Linked DNA regions of Mus musculus: regions 1 and 2 are each linked to region 3. Evidence: chromatin contacts called from public HiChIP or PLAC-seq data. All regions are on one chromosome and are shown on one strand. The core of a region is the stretch at or near the end of the contact, and the rest is flanking DNA. Distances in the headings are between cores, read along the strand shown.

Region 1 (3,126 bases), core at 586-3,085, 550 kb before region 3:
GCTAGGTCTCAGGCACTTAGCTCACCTCTATGCGTTTCATCAGTAACCCTGACATTTACACAATAATTTGCTGAACATTATGGAATGCCAGACAGTATGATTAATCATCTTTTGTCAACAAAGCAAGAAGTAGAATGGAAATGACTTTTGCTTTGATTTTTGATGTAGCCAGAATTTTAACCTGGAATTTAGTAGGAAAATAGGATATTTGTATCTTGGACTTGTTTGTTTCATCTTTTCTCAAACATGGAAGGATTTCCTTAAAGTTGAGCTGTCTAACCATAGATAGACCTTCATACCTTGTCTCCTGAGATCTTTTTGCCAGTCCTCTTCACTGATTGCCATGTGGAACTTAGTATTCAGGATGCTGGCAGTCAAATATTTCTTTAATGTATTTTCAAAGGGCAAGTGTAACTTCTGTTCCATTGTTCTTCCTCTTATATAAGTTCCCAGGTAGAGAAATTATGCTCCTTTCATATAGAAGTTCCTAGATAGAGAAATTATTCTAGCTATAATCATAATAATTCTGGTTAAGAGGAGTAGAAAAGTCAGTTGGTAGATTTTTCAGGCGAGAATCTATTTTCTTATTATAGAAAAAAGATGGGAGACATAACTACCTAGTGTTTTCATTATTTGCTTTCAGTCTGTGATGCTTTCAAGAGTCTGAGAAATAGGGTATTTAACTTCTCAACTTATGACTGATAGGATCATCGTAAAAGTGCTCCAGTCTAATGGAAGCTTAAAATGCAGTCCTTAGAAGTGTTGGATTGCACTTGACAGTGATTTGTATGACTATGGATTATTAAACCTCAGCCTAGAGAATGTCCTGATTTTAAAATTCCCTGTTTTATTCACTTGGTCTGCTGTGAGGAGCAGTCATGCTTTCTGTTGTCTTATGTGGTAGATTAAGTTCTAGTTAAGGCCAACAAAGCTGAGCTCCAAGGGAGCCTTCCTTCTGTGGACTTTCAGACAGAGTTGTCCCCGATTCCTTGCTTCCTTCGCTCTTGACCTTGTTCTCTATGGACAACTAAGTGCTGTTGTTTCAGCAGGCATAAGCATGAGTCTCCAGTTGACATGTGTCCCTCTGAATGTGTCCCTCAGAGATCAGTGACTGCTATATGCACCATTTTATTATATTTAGTAAGTGAGCCCTCATCATTTCTTAAAAAAACCTTGTGGTTTAGGCAGCTTTGATGAGTTATGCACAAACTTGGTGGTCAAAAATTTACAGGATTTATAAATCAGGAAACTTTGATTTTCGTAATTGGGGCTTGAAAACTTGTTTAACATAATTATCAAGTTATTTAGTTTTTCTGTATCAGTATTTGTCTGTGTACTAGTCAGTGTTCTATTGCTGTGAAGAGACATCCTGACCATGACAACTGTTATAAAAGAAAGTATTTAATTGTGGGCTTGCTCACAGTTTTAGAGGGTTAGTCTGTTATCATCATAGTGGGAGCATGGGGACATGGGAGCATTAAGGCAGGCACGGTGGTGCAGGTTGAGAGCTACAGTTTGAATCATACATCTCTCTCTCTCTCTCTCTCTCTCTCTCTCTCTCTCTCTCTCTCACACACACACACACACACACACACACAGACACACAGACACACACACACACACAGAGAAACAGAGCGAGATGGAGACAGAGAGGGAGAGGGAGAGGCAGGCAGGCCTGTCATAGGCTTTTGATACCTCAGAGCCCATTCTCATTGATATATTTTCTCTAACAAGGCCACACTTATTCCAGAAAGGCCACACCTCCTAATCTTTTAATTGTTTCAGACAGTTCCACTCCCTGGTGACTAAGCATTCAGATATATCAGCCTGTGGAGCCATTCTTGCTCAAACCACCACAGTATGTTTTATGACTATGCCACTTGGTGTTTGTTCCACAAATACCCACTGTAACTTGAATATATTTCCTTGTTTTCTACAGTGTTTTTGGACTCAATGCTATTTTGATAAGATTACTTGCAGTGATTATTATATAGTCCTTCGTTTTTGTTTATCCTTTCACCTTTCCTGCTTTCACGTTACTGTATGAACATTTTGAGATAGCTAAAACTTAAATACTTTGTGTAATGAATCTCAGTTTAACTGAAGGTGTATTGATGCCCCAGAAAAGCTGAAGGATCAGGGTGAGTACTAACCAAGGGAGAGATGACTGCAGGATAAATATCAAGGTTATTAATAGTTGGGTTGGAAAGACTGATAAAGGAGAAGCGGGTAGGATAATGACTTAATAAGTACAATAGTATTGAAACAATGGAGTCTTAGGCTATTAGGGAAAGAATTGACAGAAACATGGCTTTTTATGTTGTGTGATAATCAATTTTAATGATGTTTTCCTTGGACCTAAAATAATGAACCAAGTATAAAACTTCTTTGCAATAATGGTTTGAACATTATTTAAAATATTTCTTTAGGAAATTATCAGCCTTCCATTTGTTTATGAAATTTCCTTCCTTCCTTTTGTTAGTTAATTTATTTTATTGAGTATTAGAACCAACATTTTTGTATAATTTTAAATAATTTGAAATTTTAAAAAGTTAAGATACAATTTACCTTTAGTAAAATATCATTTTAGAAGATAGTATTAGTTTCTTTTAATATTTTAATATTCTCTCAATTATCAACACTTTCTAAAACTGGAATGTGTTTGTCATTCAGAAAGGAAGTTGGTCATCAACTGTCAATCACCATCACCAGTGTCTCCTTTTCCTTTTTCTCAACCTTTGGTAACCACCAACTTCCCTTTGACTCCATATATCTATTTTTTTCTCTATACTCTCTATAAATGAGATTGTTCATTACATTGCCTTTGTGTATTGGTCTATTATACAGTGTAAAGTTTTTAAGGGTCATTTGTGTAATAGCCTACCTATCTCAGTTCCAGTATTCTTACTGTTTCTTATATTTTTAATTTTATTAATTCTTTGAAGATTCCATGTAATGCATTTTGATTGTCATCATCCCCTCCACTCACCTCTCCACATTCCTTAACCATCCAAATTGGTTTAATACCTTTTTGACTTTTTAAACAGTTGGTTATAGTTGGTTCTGCACATATACTCTTGTGTATGTGGACTTCACTGGAATGTAATCACCCATTTGGTCATGTAC
Region 2 (2,901 bases), core at 213-2,712, 970 kb before region 3:
AATTATCACCTCTCTTCCAACTCTTCCTTTGTCTTCTTCTGGAACTTAGGCTATCTTATCACACACAATATGCACATAAGAAATCAAGATACATCTTAAGCTGGTGGCATCTCATGATCAAGTGGCAACAAGTACCAATGTACAGATGGTGGCCTGTGAGCTACTGTGGAGACCTCCTGCAAGAAGCTGCTCCCGCTGAGGAGGGCTGTCCCCTTCTGTCTGTGACAAAGAGGCTTCTCCTTCTTTCCATCTGCTACTTCATCTGGGCCGAGACCCACCTCTGTACCACCCTCACTGAAAATACCTGAAGAGCCAAGAAACATGTCCTTGGGTGGCCAGCAGTGTGTGATCAGCCAACAGACCTGTAACTGAGAAAGTCTCCACATTCCATCTCCCCACACCACACCCACCTAAATAGTTGACAGAGATGGACCCCAAACATACTCTTAGGAGCATCCTTAAAACTGAGTCCACCTCTGTGTATTCTTATGCTACACCAAAAAAAAAATCCACTGGCTCACCCCACTCTCAGGCTTTTTGAAGAAATTGTTATTGGAAATGAGACAGGAAATGAAAGGGGGAAAAGAAAACAGTTCAACAATGAGCAACACTGGTGACAAACCTCCAATGGACCACGGACCCTTCCACTTTTAAAGGTCTTAATCATAGCGTTACATTTTAAGAGTGACTTAAAGAACTTTAGAATAAAGTTAATAAATTAAAAGCTAGAGTGCAGGTGGCAGATGTGGTGGCCCAAGCCCGTGATTCCAAAAGTGGAAGGCAGAGGCAGAAGCAAGAGGACAGGGAACTTGAGTATAGATAGCCTGAACTACATAATGAAACCCTGAATCAAACAAAATAAAACCACAATAAAGACTGGATGGGTTGATCTGGCAATGGGGGTGGACTAAATTGAAAACTAATGCTTATGAAAATAGTGTTTGTATATCATCTTTTCTTGATTGGCTACACTTTTCTAAAAAGAAACTTGTGCTCTAGCACAGGCCCCATGTATTACAGGCACTGTGAAGTCACTGTGTACACAAAGAACAAACTGTAGACCACAATCAAACAAAGGCAATGTTCCACAGGGACAGAGCAGCAGCGGGGTACATCATAAGGATGCAGGACAACCAAGTGAGGAAAGGAAAGACCTATATGGCTTTCAGACCATCAACGGAAAGCTGCAGGTCTAATGAAGCTGTGTAAGGAAACAGGACAATCCCTCTCCAGAGGAACACTGCGAAACTAATCCTGAATCCCCTTCAACAAAGGATAAGCAGCCTCTTAAGAATCAAATTTGTATCGTCGGGCACAGTGCAATCCCATGATTCACTAGTTAAACACGCGCCTCTAATCCACATCAGTCTCCTCTGAAGAAAGATGGCCTCAAATGCTTAACTCCGCACCCTCAGGAAACGTGAGAAGTGCTGACGAGGCCTATCCGGCCCTAAGCCAACTGTCCCATCTAGTAAAAGTCACCTTGGCACGCAGAGGAAGCACAGCGACAACTCCGGCACCCACTACTGCTCCACAGCAGTCAATTTTCAGGCTTCCCTGACACTATCCATCAGCCAACAAGTTGTTCCTTGGCAGATACTTTATTTCTAGTAGTCCCTCTGAAACCATGTTTAAAAAAAAATAAAGCAAATTCTAATAAAAATGAATTGATCTGAATGCCACACCAAGTCATATACTGGATTTTATTTTAATTTTCACCTTAAACATGAAAAGAGATGGTGAAAGTATGCAGATAAAAAGAAAGAAGTGGAATTGCTGACACCCTCTTGAGGATAACTCCAGTGCATTCCCTCACCAGGATTTCTCTTTCTCCACGACACTTAATATGTGATCGACATAAAAGAGCTGCACATTACTTAATATAAACATTTCTATGAATTTGGAAATAAGTAAACACCCATGAAGCCACGCTACCATCACGGCCATTAGCATCACTGTCATTTTCCAAAGCGTTCCAACCCTAATTATCTTAGATTTATTTAGTTTTAATTGTGTGCATGCGCCTATCTGTGGGTATGTGCATTTGAGGGCAGGTGCCTGTGGAGGGGTCGGATCCCCTGCAGCTGGAGTTACAGGCATTTGTGATCCAACTGACCTAAGTGCTGGGAACCAAGAGTGGGTCTTCTGCAGGAGCAGCATACCTTCTGATCACTGAGCCATCTCTCTAACTCCTCCATTATTATTATTAATACCAATGTTGCTGCGTGTAAAATTAACATATAGTTTAACCTCTTAACAAATCCTAGTTTACAACACAGTATTGTCAGATACAGGAATTATACTATATCCTCACTTGATATTTCTATCTCTGACTCAAAAGTTCAACTATAAATGTACTTCAAGAATTAAAAATTATTATACAGAATTCACATCAAAGACTTTATAAAAAAAGAAGTTGCCTGAATTATAGTACAAATCAAGTTTTGTTTTGTTTTTAAAGTCTAATGTGTAGATTACAGCACGCAGACAGGGAATCAACCTACAGGAGGCAGGCTTAACATTCAGGCTTTGCTCTGAGCTTCTCACAAAACATGATTTAAATGCACTCTAACAAAAGACGCCAGACCTCTGTGGTCCTTTCACCCCCTACTCTGTTCACTGTGTTCTCTGTAGCACGGGAGATTTTTTAAACTTGTAAGTCATACATATTATGTACATTTTTACATGTATAACACTGTCTACTAATATAATAGCTGCTACTTACAAAGAACCCTCTAATGCCACCCACATATTTTAACACGTTTACACACACAATTTCATTTATTTCTCATAAAAATCCCTCAGGGGAGCTGTACTCCCAATTCAGACCCAAAGAAAACAAAGATGGAAAGTTAAACAAATGGCTCAGAATTACACAGGCAAATAAGAGGCAGAACTCAA
Region 3 (3,129 bases), core at 494-2,993:
CAAATCTGTCTAATAGACAGAGCTAAGTAAAACCAGCTTATGCCAATGACTTCAGCATCTGAAGCAATTCCCAGAAAACTCACTTGTTTGGGGTGGATAGGACATATCAGCTAGGGGTTAGTCATTCCCTTCATAAAACTGTCTATTGATGGTATATAAAAGTCACTTAATTCTTGGAGTTAGAAAGATGGATATATGACCCCTGCTTATCCACAGTAAGGTGAGCACATAGTGAGCAGTAATGTGAAGAGTTAGAATTTTAAGAACAAAGTAGATAAAGTACAGCTCAGACAATTCACTCTCAGGTGTGCACCCAAGAGAACTGTAACCAGAAACATCTGTACACTTAGAACCGCACTCTTCACAGTAGCCAAATGTGAAAACCAGCCATATGTCCATCTGTGGTAAAAGTAGACTTTCATATATAACATAGCCATACATCACAATTTGTGGTGTGATAAGACTGAATCACTAATAGATTCTGTATGCACATGAAGGATTTATGAAATATTATTCTAAATGAGTTTTTAAAGAGACTACATGTCTCCAATTATAAAAAGACCAGAATAGGAAACACCGTGTAGGAGACAGAAAGTAAACTAGTGCTTGCATAGGGCTTGTTGGGAACTGGAGGCAGGGTGATGAAGAATACAGGATTTCTTTTTAAGAAAATAAAAATGTAAAATTCACTGTGGTGATAAGCCCACATACTTTAAATATGGAAACCCCTGGTGTATGGAATACCTGAGATGGGGAGTGGTGTGTTAGGAAAAGTTTATCTTGATAAAGCTGATTACCTGGAAAAAACAAAAGGAACAGAAACTGAGAGTGATTAGCAACTATTCTGCCCCACTCCCACCCTGCAGAGAGTTGGGGAGGGGAGCACAAACCTGCATTGTTGAGGCAAGGCAGGCAGAGTCTGGAAATGAGGGAATCTTTTCAGGAATCCTGGTAAGGTCGGTACTATTGTTGTAGAGCTAATTAGGACAGTGCAACTTACAGCTAAAGGAAGAGTGCTTTGAACTTGGGAGAGTGGGGCGGCTGTCCCTAGTTCAAAGTCTGATGGGCAGCTCCTCAAAGCTGGAAAACTGTCTCACACTAGAACGGGAAATCCTATTTGCAAATGAAGGAATTCTCCCCTGTATGACTAGCTCCATCAAATTCAAGGTGCTGAGGAAGTGTGATGGAATTCCTTTGTTTCCTGTTTGCAATGCTTTGTGTTGTACGTTTTCATCTGTTGCTGAATCTCTCAGCTATCTATGGTCATTTTAACAAGTGAGTTTATAGGCATGGCATAAAATGCTCTGTGCGTGATCCCCCAGTGACCACAGCATTCTGGGAATATGGTCTAGGACTCTTTATCGCCACCGACAACAACAAAGAACATATCCTGCTACAGACACTGACTTTCCTAGAAAAAAGTTAACTCTCTGAAAGGTAAGGCTGGGGATTGGCAATACAGAGATAGAAACAAAGGCTTCCTAGGTCTTTTGCCTTTGAAATCAGAAAACGGCTCCTTGACAGAGAGCATATTTGAACTTGCTGAAGTCTTTCTTTATAACCACATCACCTCGAAAGCAATATCTTATGTATAGAAAGCAATTTTGCTCTATTACATTAAGGCATTAGGCATGTGTGGCCTGTGTCTGTCAGCACTTTCTCCTGTGGCTACAGCTGCTGTCACTGCCCAGTGACTGTCTCAGTGTCTGAGGCTCCCAGCCCAGTCTCACTGTTTGTGGCTGTCATCACCATCACATACAAGCTGTTGCCCCTGCCACCGCCTTCCTGCTGCTAATGGGGCTGACTGGCACCTCTCCATGCCACATCAAGGTGCAGATGTTGTCACCCTGCCAGGCTCAGAGCCATCTAACACCCTCTCCTGGCAGAATTCATTATCACTTTCCCAGAAAGGATAGGATGCCAGCTAAGACCAGCCTAGCCTGAGCTCACCAGCCTTTTGGTGGGGGGACTATGGTAGTCACCTTGCTACCTGTGCAATCTGGTAGCTGTCAATGAGACAGCACCTAGGGACTTACAGAATCCTGCATGTTTAAGAGTTTACCATAGACTACCACAGTGGGCCCAACAGTCTCTTTAGTTTCTGGAATGAAAAGCTATTCTGTGTAGCTTCAATAGCCTCTTCCTCCTCCCAGTGTGGCCACTTAGGTCCCACAGGTAAGTAGTATCTTTCCTCCTTTAGCACTATTTGGGAAGTTACTGCCAATTTGGAACTCTAGCCAGAGCTATGCAGTGAGACACCGTCTTGGGAGGGGGGAGTGTGTGTGTCATATGACAGTGTCTCACATGACACTTTTGACAATGCCTACAAGGTCCGCATTAATGTCAGGTACCCTGTGGTAGACTGCACAGCCAGACAGGAATGAATCACAAGTGAAAACAAACAGGAAATGGGTTTCCACTGAACCAGAGACAGAGACATATTCCTGAAACCCAGAGCACTGGAGCCCTGGAGATGTGAACACATGCAAAGCTTACCAACACAAGACAGAAAGGAAAACAGTGAGAGTGGAAAGAAAGACCGTGATACTGCTTCCCTCCCTTCACAAAGATTACAACATTTACTGTGAAGGTTCCATGTTAGGAAATACATAGAGAGCATCAGCACTCCAGAATACATAACCTTCTAATGCAAGATTGAAGAAAACAACGGCCAGACAGTTGGAATCCCAGCTGTTCCCCCAGAGAACTCCACCTATGGGCACCTTTCACACCACTCCCATTGCCCTCCCAGGCACAGGAGCACTGATCATGTCCTGCTAGGGAACTAACAATCAAATGCGTGTTCAAGCAAAAAAAAAAAAAAAAAAAAAAAAAAAAAAGCAAAAAAAAAAACACAAAAAACAAAAAACAAAAGAAAGAAAGAAAATAGCAGTGAGACTCAGTCGATCCTGGACAAACCTGGACAAACAGTGAAGTCAGGACCATGAGGCAACTCAGAGATGAACCTGTCACAGCTGGAAAAGAAGGATGCAGCTCCCTTGGGAAAGTCTGGGGTAGTGGGGGACACCCAAAAATAGATACTGCTACTAAGGGGCTAAAAGGAAGCAAGATCTGATAAATATAAGTAATATAAGAAAAAGAACGCAGGATTGGAAATGTTCAAAGGAA

Evidence for each region. HiChIP or PLAC-seq counts read pairs in DNA pulled down with a chosen protein or histone mark.
Region 1: a contact with region 3 is called in a FOXA1 HiChIP or PLAC-seq map of pancreatic cancer cells. The contact joins two enhancer-like sites. A contact is called at or near these places in 4 of 484 Hi-C or Micro-C datasets (the G1E-ER4 cell line, bone marrow-derived macrophages and cortical neurons) and 2 of 115 datasets of contacts at active chromatin or transcription factors (microglia and pancreatic cancer cells).
Region 2: a FOXA1 HiChIP or PLAC-seq map of pancreatic cancer cells shows a contact between it and region 3. The contact joins two enhancer-like sites. A contact is called at or near these places in 1 of 484 Hi-C or Micro-C datasets (the N1E-115 cell line) and 1 of 115 datasets of contacts at active chromatin or transcription factors (pancreatic cancer cells).

Annotation. Positions count from the first base shown.
Region 1 is chr6:33,397,891-33,401,016 of GRCm38.p6, forward strand. The region is part of intron 7 of Exoc4 (exocyst complex component 4); the gene reads left to right. Among named protein-coding and RNA genes, the nearest start is that of Gm38785, 43 kb to the right of the region's middle. Within about 2 kb of position 1,836, at least 14 of the 459 cell types and tissues checked have an H3K27ac peak or open chromatin away from gene starts, as enhancers often do. A contact at or near this core is called in pancreatic cancer cells, where this site is marked.
Region 2 is chr6:32,980,004-32,982,904 of GRCm38.p6, forward strand. The region is part of intron 3 of Chchd3 (coiled-coil-helix-coiled-coil-helix domain containing 3); the gene reads right to left. Among named protein-coding and RNA genes, the nearest start is that of Chchd3, 79 kb to the right of the region's middle. Within about 2 kb of position 1,463, at least 17 of the 459 cell types and tissues checked have an H3K27ac peak or open chromatin away from gene starts, as enhancers often do. A contact at or near this core is called in pancreatic cancer cells, where this site is marked.
Region 3 is chr6:33,945,373-33,948,501 of GRCm38.p6, forward strand. The region is part of intron 17 of Exoc4 (exocyst complex component 4); the gene reads left to right. Among named protein-coding and RNA genes, the nearest start is that of Gm13853, 45 kb to the right of the region's middle. Within about 2 kb of position 1,744, at least 30 of the 459 cell types and tissues checked have an H3K27ac peak or open chromatin away from gene starts, as enhancers often do. A contact at or near this core is called in pancreatic cancer cells, where this site is marked.